Regions from separate parts of the Mus musculus genome. Here region 1 is linked to region 2. The links are chromatin contacts, called in public HiChIP or PLAC-seq maps. All regions are on one chromosome and are shown on one strand. The core of a region is the stretch at or near the end of the contact, and the rest is flanking DNA. Distances in the headings are between cores, read along the strand shown.

Region 1 (2,700 bases), core at 85-2,584, 570 kb before region 2:
TTCTCACAGCGTGTATATCAAAAGGAAATAAACTTCCTTCCTTTTTTCATTTTTAGGTTGAAGATAGGTCTATAAACCATTTGCTGTTCATAATTTATAAGTATAGCGTTCTTCTGGTTGATAGTTTTTACACCATCCTGGGTAAGAATTATATTATGCCAAAGAAAAACAATTTTGTTTAAAATGTGAAGCAGTGCTGATAAATGTGCCAATTCAGAAAGGAAAAAAAAAAGTAAGTTTACTCTTCCTTTATTTTCTTTCTGGGACAATAAATTTGTCACTGCTCTGAGTCAATTCATCATTCTCTGGGGGCACGGTGTGATTCGGAGAAATTGGACTCCTACATTTGCTAGAGTAATCCCTCAGTGGTAGAAGCTATGTGGGTGGATTTATCTACTCCAGTGGCCAACAGGCCCCAAAAGTTACCAAAGCCCCATGGATTACTGGTGTGTGTGTGTGTGTGTGTGTGTGTAGTGGTGGTGGTAGTGGTGATTCAACCCAGGGCTAGAGAGCACTTTACCTAACTCAACAATATCAGGAACTCCAATCCACTACCCCCTCAACTCACACACACACACACACACACACACACACACACACACACACACACATACACACACACACAGAGAGAGAGAGAGAGAGAGAGAGAGAGAGAGAGAGAGAGAGAGAGAGAGAGAGAGAGAGAGAGAGAGAGGCTTGTAGATAGGCCATGTAATACTTGAACTTGTAAATCACCCATTTTATAAACTGAGGCCATGAGTGCTGTGTTCAGGGCGTTCATCACTATGATAGGTCTATGTCGATACAGAGGCGTGCACTGAAGTCTACACCTTGATTCCAGTCCCGTGGCTTCTGTGACCTTGAGCCAGATGGGGTCACTCATCTGTAAACTGAGCAACAGATCTCTTCTTTGGGGCCAGGTGATGGCTTTTGCTGCCAGGGCAACTTGCTACCAGGTTTGACAACCTGGGTTCAATCATGGGGCTCGCTTGGCAGAGAACGGAGTGTCTGGGCTGGTCTTCTTACGCCCTACCACACACGCGCATGCGCCCTGCCTGACCTTCCCCCATCTCTCCCTCCGCAGCAGCCTTTCTGAAAATGGAGACCGTCACGGTAGAGGAAGGCCAAACGCTCACTCTAACGTGTGTTACTTCTCAGACAAAAAACGTCTCTCTCCAGTGGCTGGCTCCCTCTGGGTTCACCATTTTTTTAAACCAGCATCCTGGTAAGTGGGGTTGTGGGGAGAAAATGACAAGCCTCAACCTAAGGGATTTCCAACTGGGGCAGGTTAGTGGGACGGAAGGCTCACATGAGTCACCCAAAAAGTGGGCACAGACCACCCACTGTTACACGTGACTCACACCTCAGAGGCCTGTTATGTGACACAGGGCTGCTTTGGGGGAGACAGGAAGTCTGAAATGGAAACCCCATTAGAAAGGTTACTAAAGGGGGCTCACATTACAAAGCACCTTTCCACGCCAACATCCCACCCCCACATCACTTTTTGACTCTCAGTGACCAGGAAACACCCACAGCAAAGCCATAGGCAGGCAGCAGGCCGCCTCGGTGGACTTCCTGGTGGCTCTGACACATCCCCTCCTGTCCAGAACCAGCTGCAAAGAAGTCACATTAGTGAGCGCCTCCTCTTCCCCTGCAGGACTTCAGACCAAGATTTCTGGGCAGTGGCCATTGACAGGATGTTCAGCAGTCACTTTCTCGGGCCACATATGAAGTGTACGGTGCATGCTTAAGATAGAGAGAGAGGGACAAACTTCACACATCGCTTAGACCATGGACAGGAATTTACCAAAGACTCTTTCATAATGAGGCCACTAGATATCTCTAAAACCCCTAGATGTCAAGTATTTGAGAAAACAAGAACCATTCAAGCCCGTTTATGTTCACAGAGCCCCTCCCCTATAGATATGCTTTGTCGATACTGTTTAATTGATGCAGTAGATAGAAAATAGTCAAATAGTTTGTCGCAAGCTTTACCGGCTGTTAATAGTACAGTCCGGCAGACTAAGAAGACACGAGCTGAGAAAAGTTGTAGAGAAGTGAAGTTTGAGTAGGAATCGTTCTCTCAAAAACGTTTCTTCTGTTGTTTCTCTTTGGGAGAATGAGAAGTTAGACATCTTGAGGTTTCTTCAGCAAAACCCCTTGATCCACGTGGAAGACTTGCCAGGTGAGGGTCATCACACCTCTGCCTGGCATTTGGTAGTCTCCGAGAATTGTTGAAGTTGTCACAAATCTGGAGTGGGGTGCCTGCCGGCTCTGGGATCTGGAAGGTAGTCACCAAGCATGCACTAAGCATCTGCCTCTTGCTGAAGCCCCATAGCAAAGAACTCTTGGTTCCAGTGTCAGCCAAGATGAGGCTGCAAACCCGGAGTGCTAGCTCAAGAGGCATCAGGTCCCTAGAGACACAGGCATCCTCAGGCTTTAACCCAGCCCAGGTTTAACTCTGTTTACGCTGTGCAAATTATGCACCTTTAACAGATGAAAAGGTAAATCAACAAACTCACTGTTTCCAGAGCTTTGCCCTGGAATCTTTTACTTCATGTGAAATTCCCAGGTCAGTTGGTCAAATAAGATGAAGAGGAACCCTCCATGCTGGGTTAGTGCTGTCTGAGCTGGCTTTTTTGTACTACTGGCCAAATCCCTCGAAGGACTCTGCCAAAATCCGCAGGACTCCTCAAATAG
Region 2 (2,700 bases), core at 57-2,556:
ACATACACCAAATAAATACAAATATAATTTAAAAGATGATATGAGCCTGGAAAGAGACATGCCTAGAGTTGCTTGCTTTATTTATTCATTGTTTGTTTGTTGTTTTGCTTTGTTTTGGAAACAAGGTTTCATTATGTAGCTCTGGCTGTCCTGGAACTCATTATGTAGACCAGGCTGGCCTTGAACTCACAGAGAGCCACTTGACTCTGCCTGTTAGAATTCTTTAATGTGCCACTATGCCTACCCGGCCTGTTTGTTTGTTTGTTTGTTTGTTTGTTTTGAAAAGCTGCTTTAGAAGGTCATAGGAAGCACTCAGAGCATATTTGTGTTCTGTGGTGGAGTGATGTCAGCTGGTGAGAGCTCATTATATTTGTCATTTCCCAATGCTAATTTCAGTGACATGAGAAACCAGCCATGGTGAAAGTGTTTACACCACAGAAATTAGCAAATGATCCAAATCAGTGAATCTCGTCTGGTTTGCGAACATTTATTAGTGGAGTAAAAGAGACAAAAGTCTATCTTAATAGAGTGGGGCTCAGTCATTTGCAAACCGGAGTTTTGCCTCTTCAAAAACCAAACAATCAAAACCAAACCAAAGAAGCGATAACATATGCCATTCAGGTCATACTTGGGACCCGGTGGGTCAGAAGCCAGCATGAGTAAGGAGTTAGGAAATGATTTTTCAAACAGTCTCCAATTGATACAGCCAGAAAAGGCAACAGGAAGTGATCAGGAACATATAGCCTCCCCATACCTGCCTGTATTAGCCTACTTCCTCTGTCGAGTTTCTTATCCACTTTTCCAAAAAGTAACAATGGCCAGGAAGGAAGTGTTCAAAACATGGGCCTCAGGAAACATTTCATATGTAAACCACAATACAAGACAACCCATCTTGCATTTCTTTGAATTTTCTCAATCTGTGGTGGTTGGGAAGGGTTAATTGATGTTGTTTTCAAGTTCTGCATGGTAGTTAGGTGTCATTGACTAGAAACACAACATGTATGTACATTAATTAGAACCAAGTAATGTGTGTGTCTTTCAAACATGGCAGCTGTGGAAACAGTTTAAGGATTTTTGTTGGCAAGAAGCTAGGGTGTTGTTTGGAGCAGACAAACGGTGCTTGTATGTTGTCTTCTACTCCCGTGAGAGAAAACAGATGGAAAAGCAACTTGACCTCCTCTTTCAGATTAGGGAACCTCAGGATCAGTGTGTTTGTCTCAAATGAAGGTTGTGAGGTGGCGTATTGTGGCTTCTACTTGCTTTCATTTTGAGCCTTTCCTGTGTGAGCGTACTAGCTGAGATGAGCAAGGGCTTTTCTACAGGAGGGCGCACAGGATGTTAACAGCAGGAAGTAGAGAGATACTTGTGGGGGCAAGGTTTATGAGGCCTGCTGTCCAGAGTCTTGACCAATCCTCGAAGACTCCAGGTTCTGAGAAGGGACTTGGTTGACCGCATTACTTCCTGAGTGAAAGATTCACTTCTGAGTGACCTGGTTAATTTGCATTTAGTCTTTCAAGAGTGCCTAAGATTCACTGTGAAGCCAAGTAGTGGCTGAGGCCAAAGCTGCTCCTATGATGGTAGAAACTAGGGGGAAAGCCGTGTGCTGCTTCAGCTAAGAACAACGGAAGGGAATTGGAGCTGAGACAAACTCTCTTGCCCCTTTCTCAGAACCCATCCCAGGAATGCAATGGGGTGAGTATAATTCTTTTAATTGGTGGGATCAGAGGTCTAGAATTCTTTTTGTTGTTTGTTTGTTTTGTTTGTTTTTTTTGCAACAGGGTTTCTCTGTGTAGTCCTGGCTGTCCTGAAACTCACTCTGTAGACCAGGCTGGCCTCAAACTCAGAAATCCACCTGCCTCTGCTTCCCAAGTGCTGGGATTAAAGGTGTGGGCCACCACGCCCGGCTAGAGGTCTAGAATTTTATTGTGGCTGAAGAGTTCTTTGATCTTTGTAAAATAATAATAATAACAACACAGCACAAGGCATTGAATAGAATATTTCTTCTTTCCTCAGCCATAGTCCAATTCTCTGTGTTTGGAGTAGCATGTATTGTGATTGGCATGGAGATCTGAAACTCATACCATTCGATAGGAAGAGCAAACAGTGGGCAGGCTCAGCCTACTGCCAAGTTTTGCTCCTGGTGTGTACTTGAAGAGCCTCAGTCCTCCCTGCCACCCTCTGATGAACGTCCTGCTAAGTACGAAGCACAGCTCCTGCCCTTTCATGATGGAGCTCTAGGTCATGCCTTTGGCATGTGTGTAGGACAGCGGAGGGTTGGCAGTAGGAGGCAGCGGGTGGTTGTTGTGATGGCCTCTTTGTTTCCGTCTCATTCTGATTGGCACCACCAGATCTCAGCATTGGTGCTTCTGTTCTTGAAGCAACAGTCGCAGATGGCCCCTTCTGTGCCCTGGAATGTTGAGTGGGATCCTTTCAACCCTGGTATCAGGAAAACGTGGAGGGACAAGGAGGCAAGTACCCAACCTATGTTGATTTGAAAGCACTCAAAAAAAGGAGTCTTTCTGAACGGGCTGGTGGGATAAGCGTGCCCTTTCACCACCCGGCAGTGTTAGGCACTTAAAATGGAAAGAAATGACAATTAAAATGGGCCTTTCACTTTCAAATGATTATTAGTTATAGTAGAAGATACAGTGAAGTGAAGTGATTATCATGTATATTTTTTGAGACACAGTTTTGTTGTGT

What was found. HiChIP or PLAC-seq counts read pairs in DNA pulled down with a chosen protein or histone mark.
Region 1: a contact with region 2 is called in a BATF HiChIP or PLAC-seq map of CD8 T cells, with 7 read pairs. The contact joins two enhancer-like sites. A contact is called at or near these places in 1 of 39 promoter capture datasets (cranial neural crest), 3 of 484 Hi-C or Micro-C datasets (cerebellum, cortical neurons and nephron progenitors) and 1 of 115 datasets of contacts at active chromatin or transcription factors (CD8 T cells).

The regions. Positions count from the first base shown.
Region 1 is chr9:40,992,970-40,995,669 of GRCm38.p6, reverse strand. It overlaps Crtam (cytotoxic and regulatory T cell molecule), which reads left to right. Exons shown (of 10, transcript NM_001281954.1): 2 at 1,085-1,225. Among named protein-coding and RNA genes, the nearest start is that of Crtam, 10 kb to the left of the region's middle. Within about 2 kb of position 1,334, at least 26 of the 459 cell types and tissues checked have an H3K27ac peak or open chromatin away from gene starts, as enhancers often do. A contact at or near this core is called in CD8 T cells, where this site is marked.
Region 2 is chr9:40,422,292-40,424,991 of GRCm38.p6, reverse strand. The region is part of intron 1 of Gramd1b (GRAM domain containing 1B); the gene reads left to right. All of the region lies in intron 1 of Gm51668 (a long non-coding RNA gene), which reads right to left. Among named protein-coding and RNA genes, the nearest start is that of Gm51668, 6.7 kb to the right of the region's middle. Within about 2 kb of position 1,306, at least 87 of the 459 cell types and tissues checked have an H3K27ac peak or open chromatin away from gene starts, as enhancers often do. A contact at or near this core is called in CD8 T cells, where this site is marked.